2 separate regions of the Muntiacus reevesi genome follow, and region 2 is linked to region 1. Evidence: chromatin contacts called from public Hi-C data. All regions are on one chromosome and are shown on one strand. Each heading gives the region's core, a stretch centred on a gene start, on an enhancer-like site or on the middle of the called end of the contact. The rest is flanking DNA. Distances are from core to core; before and after follow the strand shown. Region 1 holds the start of CLPB (ClpB family mitochondrial disaggregase). Region 2 holds the start of ANAPC15 (anaphase promoting complex subunit 15).

Region 1 (7,027 bases), core at 2,129-4,628:
CAACACTCTGAGCTCAGCTGGTCCTGAGCTCCAGTGATGGGCACCAGACTGACTCAGACCAGCCCCGTCTCAGGGAGCTCTCAGTCCAGCCAAGAGAGTCACCACGTGAAAAAGACAGGAAGCACTGGGGCAGGGTGGAATAGCAGACCTGGGTCTGGTCCTAACTCTGCCACTTACTTGTTTATTACCTGGCTCACTCACCTAACCTCCTGTGTACAATATCCACCTTATCAGACATATGCAAACCAGTCCTGTGGTTCAGACTGATGCACAGGCCTCCACGCCACCTTCAGGCCTAGGCTCCAGGACTAGGTCTTCCTCGGTTCCCCAGCTGTTTCCCCGCACACACCCCGGCATGCTTGGGCAGCCCCCAGCTGGAAGGGGAACAAGCCTTCCTCAGATACTGCTGTATTCTCTCTCCCCTCACTCTTTTAAAAAGAAGTAGCTTCTGCAAGGTCCCAGAGGGAATGAGGAATGAGCCGAGATTAAAACCAGGGTCCCCTGGCTCCTAAAGGGCAGTACTGATTATGCTGCACTAAGGGCCCTGGCTCACAACTCTCAAGTCACAAGGGAACTGGCAAGTCAGAAAGGTTGGGACTGGTCATGGTTTGGTAAACGTCATGTATTTTGGTAAAAAGACCCCAGTGTCTTTTGCTGGGGTTCACATGCCACAGAGTCCAATCTGGAGCCCCCCAAAAACTCTGAGGCAAGACCTTGGACACCTTCTCCCCATCTGTCTAAACCTGCTGGCCTTGGGACATTCCCTGCTCATTAATTTTCCACAGCTTTTCCATCACCTATAGAAGAATTTCAAACCTTCCAAATCCCCTCGCCTGATATCCAGACCCTACTCCATCTGCTCTCACCTCATTTAAAAGACCTCCTCTCCTTCAACCAGGCTGGACAAACTGTTAGCCTCTATACATACTATGCTGACCTGCGTTTCGTTCCTGGAAACATTTGCGTAGAATACAAACCATCTTGAGGAACATTTACTAAGTACCTACGCTAAGTACCAGGGACTATGATGGACAATGCAAAAGTATTAGGGAAAGGAACCGGCATCAACCTGAAAATATCAAGACGCACTCCCTGCTCTCAAGGAGCTCACAGTATCAACTCTCCTTTTCATCTCTTGCCTTATCCTTCAGAACTCAAATTCAAATTCCCCATTCTCAAGGAAGGTCTCCAATCATTCAGGAAGGCTTTCCATGCTGGCCTTCTGATCCCCCAAAACATGCTGTCAGATGACTCACCAGATGCACATGCCTAATGGCCCGCACCGTCCCCTTAATTGGCATTGTGTTAAGTCAGGAGTTCCACATCAAGCTTTAAAGTAGGCGCACAGAGGGTATTCATACCTCTGTGGGTGTGGAAGTGATAGAATCATAGTGTGCCTAAGCTAGAAGAACCCTTAGGAGCTCTGTTTCAACACCCTCATTTTATAGATGAGGAAACAGGACCATGAGGAACAGCAAAAGTCCAAAGTAACGTGGGAATTAAAGGTAGAACAAAACAAAACCCCAGGTGACCTTACTCCCTGCCGAGGCTCTTCCTAAACAGCTGGCCACATCCTGCTGAATAAACAAATGAATGTCAAGGACGTCCCTCCTCTTGGTCCAAAGTCTCAGAGCTTGGGATGCATGGAATCTTGAAACACCAGGCCTCACTCTTCTCTTTGAGGAAGAGCTAAGAATCTGAGTAGCTGGATTCACGTAGGCTAGAAGTCTAGCTCTCTCCTGCTCTCCCAGTCCCTGCTCGGCTCCGTGCACCCAGGGGTGATGCCAATCTGGGTCAGCCAGCCCCCGTGGTTGCTCTGGTTCTCTAGAGAGCCAGCTCCCTGCATTTCTTGTCCTGCCAAATTCCCTACATAGCAAGATCACCTCATGCCTGAGACTAGGCATAGCAGAACCCTAGGAGTCTCCCTGATGAACACAACCACACTGCTGAACTTCAAAAGGAATCAGAATAACAGCACTGTAAGAGTACTGAGAAATCATCCTCCACCTGTGGGAAAACAATCTAGAGAGGAGCAAGCAGAGCCAATGTTGGCACTGAAACCAAGTCTCCTCTTCCCTTCTTAGGCCATGGACCCCAAGGACTGTAGCCTGCCAGGCTCTTCTGTCCATGGAATTTTTTTCAGGCAAGAATACAGAAGCTGGCTGCCATTCTCTACTCCAGGGGATTTTCCCAGACCAGGGATCAAACCCACGTCTCTTGCATCTCTTGTGTCTCCTGCATTAGCAGGTGGATTCTTTACCACTGCACCACATGGGAAGCCAAACAGGAGGTTTCCTGGAGACCTCTTAAAAGAGGAACTGAACCAGGTAGAATGGTAGAGAAATAGGCCACATGCTAATTTCAGATGTTTAGTCCAATGCTCCCATTGTACAGATGGATAAGATGATACTCCAAGAAGGGAGGCTGACCTTTAATAACTGTATTATTATAATACAATAATTATTATTATGGGCTTCCTAGGTGGCGCCAGTGGTAAAGAACCCACATGCCAATGCAGGAGACATAGAAGACGCAGGTTTGATCCCTCAGTAGGGAAGATCCCCTAGAGGAGGGCATGGCAACCCACTCCAGTAGTCTTGCCTGGAGAATCCCATGGACAGAGAAGCCTGGCAGGCTACTGTCCACAGGGTCCCAAAGAGTCGGACACGACTGCAGCGACTAGGCACGCATGCAATTATTATTGTAATACAATAACAGTTGCATAATTTGAGAAATTACACAACTCAGAGGAACTGAGCTCCTCAGCCTGCTCTATGACCAAATTATGTCTGGGTCCCACCAGGACTGAAGCTCTAGTGGTCTAAATCTATAAACAGCTCCCACCCTCCAACCACACGGACTCAGGACCCTCCTCCCGCCTCTCACTTGCACAAAACCAGACTGTTCCGATAATCACCCTTGCTGGACGGGCTCTTGCTGTAACAGTGAACCACCAGCGCCGTGGCCAGGGCCCACACGCCCAATCCGGCTCTGCTGAGGACTCCATTCCAGCTGTCCTGCCCAGGCAGTGTATCTTCGGGGCTGGGAAGGCGTCCCCACGTGGCAGCTGCAAGGCAGGGGGTCTCGGTACGTCCTCTCTGGCGCCCTCCAGTGGCTGCCCCTCCTCCGGTGAGTAGGGCCGGCGACGTTCCATGGCGCCCCCCGACGGCAGCCCTCAGCCACTGAGGCTCCCCGCGGCCCCCGGTGGTCACACTCTCGCCGGTGGCACTTTCGTGGCTCCGGAGCGATGGGGACCTAAGCAGCTGGAGAAGGAGCCGCGGCGCCGGCGCTGTTCTCTTCGACACCAGGGACCCCAGCATCGTGACAGCTGCTTCGATAACCCCCTGGTGCCGGCCCCTGTGCTGACCACTTCCAACATGGCTGCCGCGGCGCGTTCGAAGACGCCGCGGAGTGGAATTACGCACTACCCCACGGGAGTGGTAGTCCCTAACCGTAGATCTTGACGTAGCGGAGGGAGAAATAAACTACATTTCCCAGAAGGCTGTGGAACTTGCGTCATAATGACTGCCGACTTACAGGATCCTGGGGCGTATTGGGAAATGGAGTTTGGACATGGGGGCGTGGCAAGAAGAGAAACACCTAGCAGGGGCCAGGCCATTAGAGTTAAGGTTGGAATCCCAGAGTCTTCTTCCAAGTTTAGCTAAAACTTGAGATGCAATTTCTGAGTTTTGTACATTAAACGGGACTCTTCAGCAGAGGCCAGTCATGAAACTTGTGCTTCTTTTAGGCTATATCTCTTTTTAGCCTGGGACTGATTTTCACAAAGATAGCTAGGGTAACTGGTGCACCTGAAATAGGAATTCCTTTTCTTTTCTCTCTCTCTTTTTGTTTTTTGTACACCGACATCCTTTCTGTTAAAAAGTTGATGCCTAATCTTGCTTTCCCACTTGCCCTATATTTAAGGTGCTTTCATATGTTCTCTCTTTCTCATCCTTGTGGCAGCCGCATAAGGGAAGCTGGGCTAGGACTATTACTCCTGTGTACAGGGAGGGGAATTTAGGCTCAAAAATAAAAGAATTTGTCAATAAATCAATAAATAAAGCTGAAGCCTTCAACTCCAAGCCATCACCCTTTTGATACTTGCACTCCCATCCTGCCCTCATTTCTCCAGATTGAACCCATGAGAAGGTGAAAGATGAAGTGCTTTTTTTTCCTAGGTGAGAAGTGGATTTTTTAGAGAGAAGCACACTCCACAGAGCTCCAGCCTTCTCAGAATCAAGAGCAGCCTTGGGAGAAACACACTGAACAGACTAGAGTGTGGACTGTCGCAGAGGGTATGAGTAGTCTTGAAATGCAGTGTGGTTAGTTTTTATAGGCTGGGTTATTTCACAGGCTAATGAGAAAAGCTGTGCTAAATCTAGACAGCGTATTAAAAGGCAGAGACGTCACTTTGCCAACAAAGATACAAATTGTCAAAGCTATGGTTTTTCCAGTAGTCATGTATGGATGTGAGAGCTGGACAGTAAAGAAGGCTGAGCACTGAAGAATTGATGCTTTTGAACTGTGGTGTTGGAGAAGACTCTTGAGAGTTCCCTGGACTGCAAGGAGATCAAATCAGTCAATCCTAAAAGACACAAATCCTGAATATTCAGGGAAGGATTGATGCTGGAGCTGAAACGCCAATACTTTGGCCACCTGATGTGAAGCGCTGACTCATTGGAAAAGAGCCTGATGCTGGGAAAGATTGAAGGCAGGAGGAGAAGGGGGACAGAGGACAAGATGGCTGGATGGCATCACCAACTCAATGGACATGAGTTTGAGCAACTTCGGGAGATGGTGAAGGAGAGGGAAACCTGGTGTGCTGCAGAGCAACTGAACAACAACGAGGGAGGATTACTCCACCTATTTTGGTGGGGGGTGGTGGGGGTGGAGATTTCCAGGAATTGGGCCACTGCCCACTTTCCGGTCTTTGACTGTTGGCTTTGGAACTGTCCTGGCACTTCTGGGTGTGCCAGTTACCTTGCTGATGTATTAAAATGAGCACATACTGAGGATCCAGGTCTAGTCTAAACTGACTTGTCTGCCGTCTTAGGCCCATTTGATTCTAATCAGTTTATGTTGTGTCCTTGGGCTATGTCATTCTTTCAAAGGTTGTGCCCTGCCCCCTTCCCTCCTGTTTTTACTCAGATTTTACTCCCGTATTCTTACAGGAAGCAGAAGAGCAATGGTCTATCTTCTGTAACTGAGAAGGCTCTTCTTTATACCAGTTCTAGATCCTGTTCCTGCACTTACTTCAGAGTATCAAACCTTCCCAGATGACTCTATTTAAATAAGCTATCTTCCTTTCCACATCTTTATTATCCTGCCTACTTTGTCTTCATATCACCTAGCACTTGACATGTTGTTGTTGTTTAGTTGCTAAGTCATGTCTGACTCTTTTGTGACCTCATAGACTGTAGCCTGAAAACTCCTCTGTCCATGGGATTTCCCAGAAAAGAATACTGGTGTCGACTAAAAAAGATGCACAACCTGAGAGCCTCGAGTTAAGTTTTATTTGGGACAAAATGAGGACTGCAGCCCGGGAGGCAGCACCTCAGATAGCTCTGAGAGATAGCTCCAAAGAGGCAGTCAGTTCAGTTCAGTTCAGTTGCTCAGTCATGTCCGATTCTTTGCAACCCCACAGACTGCAGCACGCCTGGCCTCCCTGTCCATCACCAACTCCTGGAATTTACTCAAACGCATGTCCATTGAGTCGGTGATGCCATCGAACTATCTCATCCTCTGTTGTCCCCTTCTCCTCCCACCTTAAATCTTTCCCAGCATCAGGCTCTTTTCCAGTGAGTCAGCTCTTCACATCAGGTGGCCAAAGTATTGATGTTTCAGCTTCAGCATCAGTCCTTCCAATGAACACCCAGGACTGATTTCCTTTAGGATGGATTGGTTGGATCTCCTTGCAGTCCAAGGGACTCTCAAGAGTCTTATCCAACACCACAGTTCAAAAGTATCAATTCTTCAGTGCTCAGCTTTCCTTATAGTCCAACTCTCACATCCATACATGACTACTGGAAAAAACATAGCCTTGACTAGATGGACCTTTCTTGGCAAAGTAATGTCTCTGCTTTTTAATATGCTGTCTAGATTGGTCATAACTTTTCTTCCAAGGAGTGAGCGTCTTTTAATTTCATGGTTGCAGTCACCATCTGCAGTGATTTTGGAGCCCCCAAAAATAAAGTCTGCCACTGTTTCCACTGTTTCTCCATCTATTTGCCATGAAGTGATGGGAAGAGGCAGTCAGGGAAGGTCAATATATAAGATTTCAATGAAGGGGGAGTTCAGTGCAATCAAGTGGTTACTTTACAAGAGGTTTTCTACTAGTCACAAGGATCTGATGTCATCACGAAGGGATTCAGTGCTTTTCTAGATATGAGGATATGCAAGGATTGGAATCATGAAATCAGTTCCTGAAAATACCCAACTATCTAAAGACCTGTCCCCTCAGATAGATTCCCTGGAGCACAGAGTGCCTCGCTCCACCCTGAACTCCCTCAGGGGGTGTTGAAGGTCAACAGCTGCAGCAGCACAGGGTTCAGTCTCCACAGAAAGTGAAAGTTGCTCAGTTGTGTCCAGCTCTTTGAGACCCCATGGACTATACGGTGCATGGAATTCTCCAGGCCAGAATACTGGAGTGGGTAGCCTGTCCCTTCTCCACAGCATCTTCCCAACCCATGAATCAAACTGGGGTCTCCTGCATTACAGGCAGATCCTTTACCCACTGAGCTATCAGGGAAGCCTCAGTTTCCACAGAGGCAGATGGCAAATGCCCCTGTTATTTGGTTGCTGGCAATGCTCTTGGCAAGTGTCAATTTGTAGTTGACACTGGAATGGGTAGCCATTTCCTTCTCCAGGGGATATCCCCAGCCCGGGAATCAAACAAGTTTCCTGCATTGGCTGGTGGATTCTTTACCATTGAACCACCAGGGAAGGGCCACCTGATGTACTAAATATTTGTTTTGTTTATTGTCTTTCTCCAGTAAAATTTAGTCCCACAAGACAGGATTTTTAACAA
Region 2 (6,145 bases), core at 189-2,688, 300 kb before region 1:
CACCCTTTCCCTGTGGGAATCAGACAGACCTGGGTTTGAGTCCTGGCTCCACCACTTACTAGCTGTTTGACCTTGGAAAAATCACTTAACCTCTGAGCCTCAGTTTCCTTGTCTGTAAAATGGGACAATAACAATTATACCACCCTCACCGTAATTCTAACAGTTAGTAATTTACTTCATGGATAAGCTGTTTGTAAGCTTTTCAAGGCAGGAAGAGAATGGAAGCCAAATGTAGAGAGAGGAAACCAGAATGCAGACTTGCATTACAAAATTCAACAAAATTAAAGATGGCAGGACTCTACTGAAACTACCTTTACCCCCTCCAAACATCAGACCTACTTTCTGCTCCTCCATGCTGCCCCACCCCATACCGACCCAGTGTCAGAAATTTAGGACTCGAACACCTCTATAATGAACCACAGCTAAACTGGGGGGCAAGGAAGGGCGGTGTTACCACGTGCAAGTACGGCTCAGTAAGACATTCTAAAGGCATGAGTAAATAAGTAGATGAAAAGACTGAATAAATGAACATGTGAGAGAATACATAAATTCAGCTCGCTTAAGCGGCTGAAGGAGCTGACAAGGAAGGTCCCAGAGAATCTGAATTAAAACTTTAAAGCTCACAGGAAAACTGAGGCCCAATAAAGGCAACGACTGGCTCTAGGTCACACGGTAAGCTGGGCACAGAACGCTTGCGGGGAATAGATCCAGGCCAGGCACAAGAGATGAAGAGAAAATAATCTATGTCTAATTCTGTTCTTGCCCTAATTTATTTGACCAATCCGTCAAATAAATTAGGGCTAGCTGCTGCCCTTCCGTGTATCGCAGCTTCCCGGCGCATTTAACAGGATCAATAACACCCAACCCACAACCAAGGAAGTACTGAAGGGCCATAGAACGCAGCTCCGAAAGACCAACCCATCGCCGTAAAGCCTCCACCCATTCTCTGCTTATTATGATGATAATCGTGGAATTGACCAACAAGAAGGCAGGGGCGGGATTCCGGCAGGCATTTGTCCTTATAGGGTCGCTAATCGCGAAAGGAGCGGGGCCTGGGTAAGGCCAATTAACTGGAAGAAATGCTGAGTGACTGGAAGTGGTACCAATGAGTGACGGGTCTTGAGTGACGGGGTGGGGCTTACTCTCGAGGAAGCGGCCAATGAGTTGGAGCGCTTTGATGTTAAGGGGAGTGTGAACAGGCAGCTCCTGAGGAGGCGGATCAGGAGAATGGGGTTTCTCTGGGGGTAGGGAAGGAAGGAGGGACGAGGAGACAGGAGCCGCAGCCTAGCTTCTGTACTTACCGCGCCGGGAGGCGGCAGCCGGCGGCGACCCGGAAGCACTTCTTTCTGCCTGACCGGAAGAGCCCACCAGAACCAGGGACACACCAAACGCATGCGTGTTTGCTCTTCTTTTGTTTCCCGCTCCCGCCCCGCCAGAGTGGAAGTGACGTTCCATACGTTGGTCACGTGCTGGATGGAAATTTGGCGCGCCCAGCTCTGTCGGCCCAGCCTTGAGTGTCAGCCAATCGGTCTCTCTAGCCTGGTCCCGCCCCAACGGCCCCGTGCAGCCCCGCCTCTTTCTCCCCAGGCAGTACTTGCTGGCCAATCCCTGCTGAAAAATAATAGTTGGCGGCGACCAGCGTTAGGACTAGGACTGTTTGTCGTGCTGCGTGCCAGGAAAATTAGTCTATTTCTACCTCAGAATCGCTGGGTGATTTTACCCCTCGCCGTTCCCGTCTGTCCTTTCTCTCCTTCAGTTTCCCGTTTGGGTGCATACATTCATTTATGTATGCCTTCAACGGAAATATTTGAGTCCCTATTATATTCTATATTCCAGGCCCTGCTAGAAGCGGGGGCTAAATCTAGGAACATGGTCCCTGCCCTCAAAGACCTCAGAGTCAAGTAGGGAAGCCAAACTCTGCAGACCTGCAGTGGGCTCCCTGGTATTTTTTTTTTTGGGGGGGGGGGGGGCGGGAGCGAACGGGCAGCCCCAGGGAATGTGGGATCTTGTTCCCCGGCCAGGGATCCAACCTGCACTCTGCGTTGGAAGCGCTGACCGCTAGGGAAGTCCTTTCATTGGTCTCAAGATTGCCTTTCCAGGTCTGCATTCCAGATTTTGTAAGGGCTTGAGTGTTTACTCAGTCTCAGGCGCAGCATTCTGCTACTTGGAATTGAGCTGCCCTCTCCAGGTCTGGGCTAAATGCGCTTAGGGGTCAGCCTTGTCATATCTCTCCCACTCCTTTGCTGATGCCTTCATTCTGCTAACCTCTGTCTGACTCAGCTTCCCCTTCAGAGATCATAATACCTTCTGACAACGGAAGTCCTTCAAACCCAGTGCCCATTAAACTCCATCACCCACGAGCCCATTTCAAGGCCAGCAATCATCCATCGTTTCACTACTGCCTTGACCAAATGTGTGCCTTTTAACAAATCCCTTTTGCGTGCCTGGACTCAGTTTCCTCTTCTGCCCAGGCTTCTTCCTACCTTGGACTGATGTGAGAATTTGATGAGATAACATATTTAAGAGTTAGTGTACTGTGCATATGGACTCACATTGTTTCCAAGCAGTTCTGGTTATAAAGTTTTTCATTAAAGAGTAAAATTTGCCGCTTGGAAATGTCCACCTTTTTTTTTTTTTCATTCATTCAACCAGTATCTACTGAGTACCTTATTATATGCCTGTCGCTATTCTAAGTAAAGAATGTACAATAGTGAACAAAACAACAATAACAAAATCATGAAGAGACTCATGCTGCTTCCATTTTAATGAGATAAAAAGATAGCTAAATATATAGTTTTAAGATTGTAGTAAATACTAAGGAGAAAAAATAAATCAGAGAAGTGGGAATAAAATGTTGGTAGAGGAGATGTTTTATCTTAGAGGGCCAAGGAAAACCTTACTGGGAAGGTGACTTTTGAGTAAAAGTTCGGAAGAAAAAAAGAAAACGGGCACTATTCTGATATTTAAGGAAGAGCACCAAGGCAAGAGCAAGTGCAAAGAGCCTCCGATGGCTGGAGCGTAGTGTTTTATGGCGTGAAGGGGAGAAGATGAGGATAGAGATATGAGCCAGAGAGGACAGCTTCACAGATCACAATAGCACTTTGGCTTTTACCCCATGTTCAGGATCCCTTGAAGGGTTATGAGCAGAGGATCCGCACAATCTGATTTACATTTGAACCGAGTTACTCTCCCAATTTTATAAAGAGAAATTCAGTTGGGGATAGTGGCAGAAGCAGGAAAAGACATGAGAGGTGCTGGTTTGGGGGGAAAACACCTGGAGTCAATTTTGAGTTTTGAGATGTCCTTTAGGAATGTTGAGGGAGTGGGAGGGGAAATAGTTCTGAAGGTGGAGGAAGAGATCAAGACTGGAAATAGCAGTTTAAGATTCATCAGCACATGATTGGTGTTTAAAGCCATGAGAGTGGATGAGCCCACCAAAGGAGTGAGTGTAGATGAAAGAACATTTCCTTCAAATTCAGAATTTTGAGGAAACTAGGAAAAGCAGAAAACTGGACTGAGAAGGGCCAAAAAGATAAGCAGAAACCCAGGTAAGCTGGGTAGTGTCTGGAAGCCAAGTAAAGAAAAGGGTATCAGGAAGGAGGTAGTGCTGCACTGTACTGGGGTTCTGTATTAAATTATTTCTGTTTCCTCAGCAGACCATGAGCTCCTTGAGGGCAGACACTGAGTGGTTTCTAAATCCTCAGAACCCAGTCAGACCTCTCCCGTCTTTTTGATCCCTTATGTCTCCTTCACTGTTCCCATCAGTTGCTCCTTCTGCTTCTTAATTTAGTTACAAGGTCCCTATGCCTGGCACTCGTTACCTCCATCCTTCCTGATGGCTCTGGTCTGATGGAAATTCCCCACTAACAGTTTCTCACCTAGATCCTCAGCCAGGTTCAACAAGCCATGGTGGCTAGGGGGAGGGCGAAAAGGAGAAGGAGAAGTGGAAATTTGATGTGATACCCTATTTTTGGCTCAGGAAACTGAGTCAATGATGGTGCCATTTGCTTTACATTCATTTATCCACTGTTTGTCCTTGCCAAGTGTTTGACTTTTTTTCATTTCATGTCAAGGATGATAAACTAAGACTCTAAGGGAATTTCCTGATTGACCAGTGCTTAGAACACCATGCTTTAACTGCCAAGGGGTCAATCCCTGGTTGGGGAACTGCAGGATCCTGCAAACCTCGAGGTGCAGACAAATAAATAAATAGAGACTCTGAAAGGTTAAAAATTCGCCTCATAGTCCTTCACTTGTTCCACTGTTTGATCTATGTTGTTTGAGTGCCAAATGAGTTCTAGACACCTTGGTAGATCCTGAGGACAAAGAGATGAAGTAGAAATAATCCATGTTCCAGAGAAAATTACAGTCTAGTGAAAACTAAGATAGTTATAGACAATTATAGGAGACAGTAGTCAAAATTAGTGTATAAGGAAAGTGTTATAAGAGCACAGAGGAAGGAGAGATGAATGGGTTCTGGATAAAATGAGTTTAGATTTTGTTTGAGGGAAGGAAATATTTGAATGGGCCTTGAGGGATGAATAGGAGTTTACCTGCTAGACAAGTGTGAGGAGGGGATGCACAAAAAGGCATATTATATTCAAAAGCATGGAGTTAAAGTCAGATGATGTATTTGGAGAATAATGAGAAAATTTTTACACTGAACTAGGTGTCTAGGGGATAGAGAGAGATGAGAAAGAATGTTAGGGGGACTCTGATGGTTTAGGGCTTTGGTGGCCATAAGCTAGAGTGGATGGGATGAGAGTCGGGCATCCTGGGATTTATCTTGGCTCTATGACTGACTTCTGGAGACCCCAGGCATGTCCTTCCCCATCCCCCCGCTTTCATTTTCTCTAGCATAATATCCAAACCATGTCTCCAGCTCTGGTGTGAGTCCCTGGAAGGCACTTCCCTGAGCAGACACTTTCTCTCTCTCCTTTTTTTTTTTGTCTGTGTTGCAGGGCTTGTGAGATCTTAGTTCCCATATCAGTGATCATACCCGAACCCCCTGCATTGAAAGATGGATTCTTAACCACTGGATTTTCAGGAAAGCCCCCAACCTGGTCCTTTCTGTCCTGAGATGTTACCTGCTCCTTCGTTGGGTTTTACACAAACCAGGGCCTGGGCTGAAAGCAGAAGGCAGGATGGGGATAGGTATTTCACAACAGCCAGAAATAAATCCAAAGCCTGCAGGCTGAAGTGATAAGTCCATGACTCTATGCAGAGAATTCTCCAGGATCCAGGAAGATTTATAGCTGAATGATGTGAATTCAATGCTAGTGAGAGCTACTTCCATGGTCCTTGAGGAGTATGGCTGGCCCTAGTAGAGGACAGAGGAAAATATCACAATTACCATCTTTTAGGTATTCCAAGGGATAGTTGGTTTCTAAAGTGCTTTTACACTTGTCATTTCCTCTTATTCTCACCCCAGTCCTGGAAATCCTGCTCCCGGTTAGCTAGCATACGAGGAATATGAGGTTCCAAAAAGTGAAGTGAGTTTTCCAAACTTAAGTTACAAATCAAGAAGGTCAATCTTGCATTCGCTCTACAAAGCTTTCTTATTAGCCAGTCTGTGCTTAGTGATGAGGACTCACGGAGGAGTCATATCTGAGTCCTCATCCCCTGGAAGTCCCCCGTCTAATTTGGAGGCATAAAGCATATCATTAGGCCCTTGAGGGCCATATTTTACAAACATTACAGCATTACATAGTTACTGTAGTTAACAATACTCTATTGTATATTTGAAAGTTGCTAAAAAAGTAGATCTTAAATGTTCTCATCATAAGAAAAAAATGCTTTGTTTGGTGACAAAGGTTGACTGAATTTATTGTGGTGATCATTTTGCAGTACATACAAACATTGCATCATTATGTTGCACATCTTGTATGAATATGTTATATGTCAATTATATCTCAATTAAAAAAAAAAAAAAACAAAGAATGTTGTCTACAGCCTGAAGTCTACAGAATAGCCCAATCTCAAGGCTCTGACCTTTAAGAGTATATATAACACTTTTCCCTTCATATGGAGATAAAAAGTTGCAGAACAGAGAATAACATTTGTCTTGTTGGAGGTTTACAGAAACATGGTGACCTGACTTAAACGGGGCCAGCTGCAAGAAAACACCATTCCTACACCAAGTAGT

The links. A called contact is a pair of places that touch in the nucleus more often than the background predicts.
Region 2: a contact with region 1 is called in a Hi-C map of muscle, with 6 times the contacts expected there. The contact joins the promoter of ANAPC15 here to the promoter of CLPB in region 1. A contact is called at or near these places in 2 of 3 Hi-C or Micro-C datasets (blood and muscle).

Annotation. Positions count from the first base shown.
Region 1 is chr9:39,277,482-39,284,508 of mMunRee1.1, reverse strand. CLPB (ClpB family mitochondrial disaggregase) reads right to left here and starts at 3,378. Exons shown (of 16, transcript XM_065943964.1): 1 at 2,918-3,378. The coding sequence starts at 3,320.
Region 2 is chr9:39,572,937-39,579,081 of mMunRee1.1, reverse strand. ANAPC15 (anaphase promoting complex subunit 15) reads right to left here and starts at 1,438. Exons shown (of 5, transcript XM_065946292.1): 1 at 1,302-1,438.